Regions from separate parts of the Mus musculus genome. Here regions 1 and 3 are each linked to region 2. Evidence: chromatin contacts called from public promoter capture Hi-C data. All regions are on one chromosome and are shown on one strand. Each heading gives the region's core, a stretch centred on a gene start, on an enhancer-like site or on the middle of the called end of the contact. The rest is flanking DNA. Distances are from core to core; before and after follow the strand shown. Region 1 holds the start of S100a8 (S100 calcium binding protein A8 (calgranulin A)). Region 2 holds the start of Npr1 (natriuretic peptide receptor 1). Region 3 overlaps Gatad2b (GATA zinc finger domain containing 2B).

What was found. Promoter capture Hi-C pulls out the DNA fragments that hold promoters and counts their contacts.
Region 1: a contact with region 2 is called in a promoter capture Hi-C map of liver. The contact joins the promoter of S100a8 here to the promoter of Npr1 in region 2. A contact is called at or near these places in 6 of 39 promoter capture datasets (the C10 cell line, the SN4741 cell line, cranial neural crest and 3 more), 1 of 15 datasets of contacts at CTCF or cohesin (the NIH/3T3 cell line), 1 of 115 datasets of contacts at active chromatin or transcription factors (bone marrow-derived macrophages) and 2 of 9 other capture datasets (adipose tissue and liver).
Region 3: a promoter capture Hi-C map of hematopoietic stem and progenitor cells shows a contact between it and region 2. The contact joins the enhancer-like site here to the promoter of Npr1 in region 2. A contact is called at or near these places in 20 of 39 promoter capture datasets (the 3T3-L1 cell line, the C10 cell line, the HPC-7 cell line and 11 more), 1 of 15 datasets of contacts at CTCF or cohesin (CD8 T cells), 2 of 484 Hi-C or Micro-C datasets (beige adipocytes and bone marrow), 5 of 115 datasets of contacts at active chromatin or transcription factors (bone marrow-derived macrophages, embryonic stem cells and intestinal villus epithelium) and 4 of 9 other capture datasets (adipose tissue, embryonic stem cells, liver and 1 more).

The regions. Positions count from the first base shown.
Region 1 is chr3:90,667,013-90,670,377 of GRCm38.p6, forward strand. S100a8 (S100 calcium binding protein A8 (calgranulin A)) reads left to right here and starts at 2,059. Exons shown (of 3, transcript NM_013650.2): 1 at 2,059-2,090; 2 at 2,507-2,670; 3 at 2,827-3,022. The coding sequence starts at 2,530. The coding sequence ends at 2,955.
Region 2 is chr3:90,464,257-90,467,566 of GRCm38.p6, forward strand. Npr1 (natriuretic peptide receptor 1) reads right to left here and starts at 1,610. Exons shown (of 22, transcript NM_008727.5): 1 at 539-1,610. The coding sequence starts at 1,247.
Region 3 is chr3:90,321,505-90,324,946 of GRCm38.p6, forward strand. All of the region lies in intron 1 of Gatad2b (GATA zinc finger domain containing 2B), which reads left to right. Among named protein-coding and RNA genes, the nearest start is that of Gatad2b, 30 kb to the left of the region's middle. Within about 2 kb of position 1,822, at least 110 of the 459 cell types and tissues checked have an H3K27ac peak or open chromatin away from gene starts, as enhancers often do. A contact at or near this core is called in CD8 T cells, adipose tissue, bone marrow-derived macrophages and 2 more, where this site is marked.

The DNA.
Region 1 (3,365 bases), core at 809-3,308, 200 kb after region 2:
ATACAAGACACTTCTCTCTTTTCATGGAGTTGAAGATATAGTATGTTTTCAATCTTTATATAATACTTGATGTAATTAAAGCAAAAGAGGATGATTAATTGGCTCAACTTTGGTCACACAGCTATAGTGGAAGGAAGTGGCTTATTGGAATCTAGTGGGCAGTGGAAACTGGAAGGAGAGAGGTTAATTCACCCACTTCCCCAAGAAACTGTTACTTGGCTCATTACTGTAATAACCCACCACCACCACCACCACCACCACCACCACCACCACCACCTCCACCACCTCCACCACTACCACCACCACCACCACCACCTCCACCACCACCACCACCACCACCTCCACCTCCACCACCACCACCACCACCACCACCACCACCTCCACCACTACCACCACCACCTCCACCACCACCACCACCTCCACCACTACCACCACCACCACCACCACCACCACCACCACCACCACCACCACCACAACAACAACAAACCAGACAAAGGCAACTTAAAGAAGGCTTTATTTTGGCTTGCAATTCCAGAGCATACAGTCTATCAGAATGGGAAATGCATGGCAGACAGAAAAAGAGGCAGCTGTCACAGTGTGTTTCTAGTCAGGAATCAGAGAGCAAGGGGGCAAATACCCTGTTCTCCAACAGGACCTCAACCTGTGAAAAGTACTGCCCATGTTTAAGGTGGATCTTCCTGTCTTAGTTTACCTGATTTAGACAATCCCTCACACATATGCCCAGAGATTTGTTTTCATGGTGAGTCTGAATCCCATTGAACCAATAGGAAAGATCAGCTACCACAGCTCTGATGGCCTGGGTGCTGAAGTAGAACCAGGATTGGTATCTGAAGGAGAGAAGGGATGAGTTTTCCCCATCACCTCTAGTTCTTGTCAGATCATGCTAGGGACTCTGCAATTCTGACACACTTGGACTGGGAAATTGGTTGACTCCCTCCACCTTTCTGGGCTTCAGCTTCCTCGTCTGTACATTGGCTGGTTCAGCTCTCTGCCTTCCTGAGAAGCATATTATGAAGCTTTTGTAAGATAATGTGGATGAAACCCACCCATATGAGAAATACTCCATAGACCTCTATAAACTGGCAGCCAGTTAATTCGAGTGGTATTCTACTGGGCTTGGGGATTGCACCTATGAATTCCTGGGAATAAGCCCCTCTTCTTTTTCCCTTGGGCATGAGACTCACATGGACTCTCCAAAATACTTGACCCCTCACCATCCTAGAGTTCACTCCTCTCTTCATCCCAGGCTCCTGGGGACAAAGGTACAGTGACCATTCTGAGAGGCTGAAAGGGTCTCTACTGTTATCATGCAGTGACTTAGTGGCAGCTGAGGGTGGACAGAATGAAGACCAGGAATTACATCCAAAGACTCAGGACATCCTTAGCTTTTAGAGCAGAATGACCATTAAGAGTCACGGGCAGGTTAGGAATTTGTCCAACTCTTGGGAATACAGCTATCCTCCAAAGACTGTACCTACCCATCTAAATAGAACCCCATAGCAGTACTCCAAACTTTACTAATATCCAGTAGCTAGAACCAGCAATGTTTCTGAGGTCTTTGGTACTTTGAGAACTTGGAGAAGTTGTCTTTTCTATGCACCCACACTCATACAGAAGCATACACCTTCAGTTCAGTTCAGTTCAGTTCAGTTCAGTTCAGTTCAGTTCAGTTCAGTTCAGTTCAGAGGTAGACTGGACATGAAGGCATTGGATCAGCAATGGATCCAATTAGGAGAGGGTTAAGATTGAGAGTCTGTTTAGATGCAGGGATGAGGTGCCAGGGGCCTAGACATGGACTTATTGCCATGCCCCATCCTGATTCTTCCTGCTGGGTACTCCTGTCTGGTAAATGTTCCAACACTCCCACTTCCTCAGACTCAGAAATGCTCACTGTACTCAGTGATTGCCACATGGACTTGGTTAGGAAACAGAGGCTGTGGCAACTCTGGAAGGGAAGAGCGTTGTCTCCATAGCCCGAGGCTGTGGGCAGCTGGCCAAGCTTTCCTCTATAAAAGCAGCTGACACTTAGCCTCACATATCCTTTGTCAGCTCCGTCTTCAAGACATCGTGTAAGTAGGGCTATGTGACTGTCTCACAGTGTAGGCTCTCCTTAGCGAGGGTTGGGGGATAGAGTAGCCTCCTCTGAGAGGGCGAGAAAGCGTGGGGAAGTCTCCAGCACCGATCAAATGCTTGAGGATAAAGGAAGTGGAATGGCGTAGAGCCTTCTAGCAGTGTCTAGCAGAAGAGGGCAGGAAGTGTTTAGTGTGGAGAATTTGCTACACTTGTGTGTGTGTGTACTAAAGTCTCTCCAATGCTCTCTCCTACCCCTTCCCATCAGAGATAGAGCCATTTTCTGGGTTTAGTTATCTGAGTGGTACAGGCCAGGTCAAAGCCCATTCTTGGGTTAAAAACCTGAATGCCCACTCAGTTGTCACCCTGCCGTGAGTAACTGCAGCTCCCATCCCTCTGCGACTTTTCCTTTCAGTTGAAAGGAAATCTTTCGTGACAATGCCGTCTGAACTGGAGAAGGCCTTGAGCAACCTCATTGATGTCTACCACAATTATTCCAATATACAAGGAAATCACCATGCCCTCTACAAGAATGACTTCAAGAAAATGGTCACTACTGAGTGTCCTCAGTTTGTGCAGGTGAGGAGGTGCTATGTTCTCAGGGTTTTCTAATGGTGCTGGGATGGCTAGCCCTCCAAGTTGCTTTCTGCAGTTAGCCAATACTTATCCACAGATAGTCCTCGCTTACTTTTCTCTGATACAGTCTGAACTCACCCCCCCCATTCTTCTTGACAGAATATAAATATCGAAAACTTGTTCAGAGAATTGGACATCAATAGTGACAATGCAATTAACTTCGAGGAGTTCCTTGCGATGGTGATAAAAGTGGGTGTGGCATCTCACAAAGACAGCCACAAGGAGTAGCAGAGCTTCTGGCCTAGGGCTGGGTCCCTGGATATGTCTACAGAATAAAGTCATCATATCTCAGGTCTGTTTGAGTCTCTTGTCTTTCCTGGGGGTGAAGGAAGGGATGGAAAACTGGAAAGAACTGTCTTGTTTTGGTCCTTACTGTTCTCCATGGTCCAGTCCTTTCCCATGACTGCTCCTCTGGTCACCAACCCCCAGATTGTTCTCAGTCTCTTCTGGCCCCTGAACTTTGAACCAGTGGTTCTAGGATTTAGGAATTTCCCAAAGTTTGTAACTTAGACTTGGTAGTTTTACTGGTTTATCCCAAATGGGAGATTTGGAAACAGGAGGATTCTAGGCAAACGGATGCTGTGCACATAACTTAGTTTCTAGTTAAATGTCTTAGATGTGACTTTTTGAAAATTAGT
Region 2 (3,310 bases), core at 360-2,859:
AAGAGAGAGGAATGGGAGGAAGAAAGAGAAGGTGGGGCAAGGTGTGTGTGTGTGTGTGTGTGTGTGTGTGTGTGTGTGTATGTGTGTCTGTACATCTGTGTGAGTGTGTGTGTGTGTGTGTGTGGGGGGAGACGAGGACCAAGACTGCAGGAAGAATCAGAGAATAACCAGCCAGAGAAGGGACATGAGAGCTCGAGAGCTCATGTGGGAGCAATAGAAGTAACTGGAGGAAGAACGTGGTAAGTTAGAGGGAAAACAGCACGGAGAAGAGCCAGGAAGCTGAGGGCGCAGTAGAACTAGGCCCTTCAGCGCTTAAGTCAAGAAAGTCCGCAGCAGGAAGGTCACGGGAGACAGGAGGGGAGGGGGAGAGGGAAGGAATGCAAACCCGGCGCAGAGAGAAAGAACTAGAAACTCTGAGGTAGGAGTTGGGCAAGACTCTAAGAGGAGGAAGCCTGGCCCCCAGAGGCGGAATGCCAGGCTGTGGACTGGCCGGAGATCAGGCCGCGCGAGCCAGCCGTCTGGTGGGTGCCAGCCTCACCTCTGCCCTTGCGCTGCACGGTCCGCAGTAGCTTGGTGTAGTGGTCCGGGTCGCCCTCGACGAACTCCTGGTGATTTACTGTGATGTTGAGTCGCTCACGCACCCGCATGTACAGCCCCTCCACTATGAAGAAGCACGGCCGGTCGTCGCCCAGCCGATCTGCATAGAGCACAAGCGCCTGGTGCTCCCAGCCCAGCCGTCGATGCAGCGCCGTCACGAAGTCGCCCAGCTTGACATGGCTGGGTCCTGTGCGGGTGGTTAACGCGTACTCATCCTTCACCCCGATGCCCAGAGCCGGGGCGCCAGCCGTCAGCAGCGGCACCCGCCAGTGCGCGGTGAAGCGTCCCACCGGGGCAGCAGAGTATACGCAGCCGGGGCCCAGGAACACCGCGGGGCTGTGCTCCCACTTGAGATCCACCGCGGCCAGCGGTGCAGCGGTGTCGGAGCAGACGCCCGCCGCGTTCTCGCTGCTGCCCAGCACCATACGGACCGTCCAACCCGGCAGCAAGTCCGGCCGAGCCTTCACCCTCCCGAGAGCCAGTTCCACCGCCGGCCCTACACGCGCCCAAGACCACGGGTACGAGGTGTTGGTCAGCGGCAGCACCACGGCCACGGTCAGGTCGCTCGCGTGGCCGCTTCGGAGCAGCAGCAGCGGCGGTAGCAGCAGCAGCGCCCTTAGGCGCGGACGGACGCGTCGGGAACCCGGCATGGCCTCAGCGAGCGCAGCGACGGAGCAGCGCTGTCACCATGGTCTGATCGCCGTCCTCGGGCTCAGAGGCGAGGGTCGGGAGTCAAGAGCGCCCGAGCCGTAGCGAGGGAGGGGGCTGGGTTGAAGCCGCAGCGGCGAGAGCAAGCTGCCTGCCGAGGCTGCGACTGTCCCGCCGTCGAGCAGGAGCGCGGAATTGGGAGCGTCCGAGAGCGGAGGGTGCTTTAGAGCAGGTGAGAGCGAGCGCAGCACCCGAAGGGAGTCCGTGGAGAGCGAGAGAACGAGAGGGCGATCTAAGAAGAGCGAGGGGAGCGGGTGCGCCAGCGAGGAAAGGGGAGTGTGCGCTCGCGCTTGCCCCAGGAGTATGCCAGAAGGGGCGTCCGGCTGGCCCAAGTCTCCGGCCGTTCCGGAGGCGGGCGGGGGCGGGGTGGGGGGGGGGTGGGGGGGACGGGACCACAAGGTCCCGAGCCAGGCAGCGAATCCTCCCCTCCCAGATTCGGCGACAAGAGAGCCGGGGGAGCCAATCCCGGTCCTTTAACTCCTTCCTCCCAGCCCTGACTATGGCTGGTTCCCACCCTCGCGTGCGCCAGTTATTGCTGACCCTCTTCCCGCCGCGCTGTCCCTGCGCAAGGTTTCCCTCCCTTGGCAGCACCCGCGGGCGGGGCGCCTAGGCCGCGGGGGAACCAGGACTGAGGAAGGGTGTGAGGAAGCTGCCCCCCCTCGCCCCCTCCTATACCCCCCTTTTCTACCTGGCTCCTAGGGAAGAGGAAAGTAGAGGTTTGTTTGGATCTTGGCCGGGAAAGGTGTGTGTGGCTATAGGAGTTTGGGAGGGTTTCTGGAAAAGGCAATCAAGTAGAGGCGAGCCAGAGTCCGGGTTACCCAGTCCATCAATGAGTACCTCCCCTTTCTTCTTCGCCGCCTCCCAGATCCCGCAGATTAACAGAGCAAGATGACCAGGTGGGAGGGTGGAGTTAACTCTTTAGTTCCCCAAATAATGATGGAAACTGGGGAGAGAGAGTGGGTGGCTAGAGAAGAGATGTAACCTCGTGTGAGTGTTTTGTGTGGAAGATCATTAAAATAGGACTGTGAAGTTCTGGTTGGAAATGACCACGGGAAGAATAAATGAAGGAGCGAGTCTTTGGGACGGAACGCCATGGGATTAGTCTGCCCTCTAATGGTTATCCGCATTCATTAACCGTATTGCGCCATCAACTTCGCCAGCCTTGAGCCCGAACAGGATCTTAAGGTCAGCAAACATTTCAAGAGGACCAGCTGTGTCAAGTGCCAGTTAAATGCTGACGGCATAACGATGAAATATATAATATTATTATATATGTTTTGAGGACAAATAACCATAACACAATATACTTTAAGCACTGGAAAAAGAGACAGGGATATGCCCAGAGACCGAGATGAGAGCTATTAATTCTACCTGGATTGGAGCCAGGAAAACTTCCAAAGAGAGAAAAACTCACCGAGGGTCAAAGGATAAAAAAGGGTACTTGGGGCTGGAGATATAGTTCAATAGTTAAGAACGTTTATTGCCCTTCCAGAGAACCAGAGTTCCGTTCCCAGCACCTACATCAAGTGGCTCATAACCATTATTCCAGCATTCCAGCTCCAGGGGAACCTCTGGGGATCTCTCTCTCTCTCTCTCTCTCTCTCTCTCACACACACACACACACACACACATACATCTGGCATACAAACACATATGTATGATTTAAAATAAATCTAGTTAAGAAAGGAAAGAAAAAGGTATTATGTGGAGAAAGCAAACTGTTGAAGTCTATTTTCTATACATGAAGAGTTAGGATTTTTTATGGAGGCAGACTTGCAGTCTCTTTGTTTTATTTAATTATCTTTGTCCATACTAATTTTTATTTATTTATTTATTTATTTATTTTATTTATTTATTTATTTTTGGTTTTTCGAGACAGGGTTTCTCTGTGTAGCCCTGGCTGTCCTGGAACTCACTCTGTAGACCAGGCTGGCCTCGAACTCAGAAATCTGCCTGCCTCTGCCTCCTGAGTGCTGGGATCAAAGGCGAGCGCCACCACTGTTTG
Region 3 (3,442 bases), core at 572-3,071, 140 kb before region 2:
GCTATAGCTCATTGGCAGGGTACTTCTTGTCTAGTATTTATGACATGTCACATTACTAGCTCTGCTAAAAGTAAAACTCTTTAAGTGTGAGTATGCAGATGCCATTATACTACTCGGATGTAAAACTTCCTTGTGATTGTGTTAGTTCTGGCTTCAACTGTCCTAAATGTCAGTTGATAGAGCTACATCAGACCTGTAAATAGTTTCAGAGAAAAAAAAAAACCTGAAGCTGGGTGTGTTAGATGACACCTGTAATCCTAGCACTCAGGATGCTAACACTGGATTGAAGATTGTTGCCAGCTCAGACTATAGTGTGAGACTTGTCTTTTTTTTTTTTTTTTTTTTTTTTTAAGAAAAGATTTGGTCTGAATGTGGTGGCACATGGATTTAATCCAGCATTGGGAGGCAGAGGCATGTGAATCTTCTTGAATTTGAGGCTAGCCTGGTCTATATAGTGAGTTCTAGGACAGCCAGAGCTACATAGTGAACCCCATGTCTCAAACAAAGTTTGACAAATATTTCTGCTGGTTTATCAATACCTGTCCTATAGTACTTCAAGTAAGGATGAAGAAAAGTAGCTTGACTCTGACTTAAAGTCCCAGTAATCCTAGCACTCACAAAGGCTATCAGGAAGATCTTGAGTTTGAGGGTATGTAGTGTGTGTGTGTGTGTGTGTGTGTGTGTACCAAATAAGGAGGTTGATACTGTGTCTTTGTTTTATAGTATTGAGCACACTTTGTATTGGTTTTGTGTTTTTTAGAGCCTTGGAAACTAAACAGTTAAAGCATCATGATTTGAAAGGAAACTAGCTCTCATGAATGAAGGCAAATTCTGGCAGTAGGCCAGAATAGTGGGGTGGGGTGAGGGGGGGTTAGTTAGGATGGGAAAAATAACTGACTTTTGTACCACAAATGACTATTTAAAATTAAGAGATAATTTCATGTCCTGAGGTTATAAACCGGCTACAGCTGGTGTGTCGTCGTCCCCCCCCCCCCGCTAGGCATCATGGGTAAAAGTAAGCATTCCCCTATTTCTTTTGTTTAATATAACAGTAACACGTGATTGGCAGAGCAGTGTATCCACTTGGAGACCAGGTTTGTGCAGGTCTCTCATAGGGGCTGCTTTGCATGGGGCCATCTCTGAGAGCCCCTCTTACTATAGGAAAGACACAATACGAAGGAGAATGAGGGACCCCCACAAGGCTGGGGGGGAAAAGGGGGAAGAAACGAGCAGTCTAAATCAATTTCTCCTTTTCTTCCTTTTATGTCTATATATCCCTTTTTCTTTGTCTCCAAATTTCTTGGCAACTGGGGAGAGAGTGCAGAAATTATCTAAGCACCTTAACTATCTTTCTCTCCCCACCACACCTTTTTTCTTTATTTAAAAGTAGAAACTGAATTGTCTTCAGTTCTTCACAACAGTTTCCTGACTCTGGTTTCTGGTGGAATTGAAGTCATAAAACACTGTTGCTTTTTAAAATCTAATATGGAACAATTTTTTCTCATATAATATTCTTTCTTTTTTTTTTTACCCTCTTTCCCTCTGCTTCATCCATTTGCTATAATGATTTGGGCTTTTACTCCAGAATTTACGATGATGCTATAGGCAGGGTGTTGTTAAGGTTCATTTTCTCTTGAGTCCCCTCCCGCCCTTCTTCCCTCTTTCCCTTTCCTCCTCCCTCCCCCCTTCATGTTAAAAAAAAATGTCTTTTGTCTACAGCAGGATGGTTCTAGCTCCATTTTACCCTGTTACCCCTCTTCCATGTTAGCTGTAATACTGTTCTCTGTGAATGGAATGAGCCAGCTGACTGAGTGCTGGCATCATGCCAGGGGGTTGTGAGAAGAAATGAGAGTGCGCGCTCTCGTGTGTGTAAGCATATACAGAACACAAAGGGAAAAGCCTGCAGTCTAAGAAATCACAGCCACTTATATAAGGAAGTCTACGTCATCTCTGCTTGCTTGGCTGTGGGCAAGGAGAAGGGGGAAGGCTTAAATCATAAGATCTTTTTGACACACATGCACACATACACGTTTTATTTGCTTTCTTAAAATAGATACTTGCATTTCAGCAATTATGAGAGAATGAGTGCTGGTTTACAAATAGTAGTGGCCATATTCATAGGGGTAGTAGTAACTTTTAAGAAGGGTGAGGGAGTTTGTTTTGGATTTCTTTCTGCTCTCATTCAGAGGTGTTTTTACTTGGGAAGGGCATAACTAGAAGAGAAATTTGCATTAGAAGTTGAATGGATGTAATTTGTTAAGATACTTTTGGAATTGGTACTGTTTCTAATTCAGAATTCTCATAGGTTCCTGGATGGGTGCGTGAGAGCGATTGCACTTACCAAGAAGTAAAAAAGCCAGATGATAAAGCCATTAGTGTTTATAAGCTACTTTTTAAAAATTCTTTTTCTTTATTTTGTCTTGTATATAACATTGTGTTTCTGCTGTCTGCTGTGGGGTTATACACAAGAAATAACAGTGTATGGAAGGAAGGATAAATTTGAAATTGTCCTAAGCTTCAAACTCTTTGTTTCCCAGGCTGGACTTGAACTTGTACTCCTGCTTCTGTCTTCCAGGTATTGGGATTACAGGTATGGACCACTGAGAATGGTTTTTAAATCTCTGCTCTTGTCACACATTTAAATATCTATTTTGCTCTTGAGTTTTGATAAACCTTTTTTCTTTTGTTAGGAGGGTAATGTGAAGTTGTACTTTTAAGCACCTAGCCTTTTTTGTTTTTATTTAGATTTTGACACAGGACTGACTAAGCCTGTTCAATCCCGAGGCTATCCAGTTAGTTATTCTCCCACCTCAAGTTGCTAGACCTCAGTCTTCCAAGTTCCACTGCATGTGTGTGGACATGACAGAGGACAACTCACAGGATTTGGTTTTCTTCTTGGGTCCTGGAATCAAACTCAGGTCATCAGGTAGGGCAGTCAGCAAGCACCTTTATCCACTGAGCCATCTATGTAGCCCTGTAGAAAGGTTCCCTCCATCCCTCACTCTATTCTTCCCTCCCTCCCTTTTTCCCTTCTTGGTTAAGTCTTCTGGGTTTGGTATCAGGATAAGACTGGTTTTAAAGAATGAGTTTATTTGTTTTCTATTTTATGGAACAAGGTGAGAATTACTAGTGTTAACCTTTCTTTAAGTATCTGATAGATTGAATATTGAATCCATCTGGTCCTGGGGTTTATTTTGTTGGAAGTCTATTTATTTTTAATGCTTCAGTCTCATTTTGTTATACATTGGCTTAAGTTATATACCTTTGATTCAGTTTTAGAGTTCACATGTCTAGAAATATGTCTATTTCATGTAGATTTTTCTATTTTTTGCAATATAGATTTTCAAAGTACTTTTTTTTTTGAGACACCGTTTCTCTGTGTAGCCCCAGCTATCCTGGAACTCATTCTGTAAATCAGGCTGGCCTTAAATCCATCTGAGAT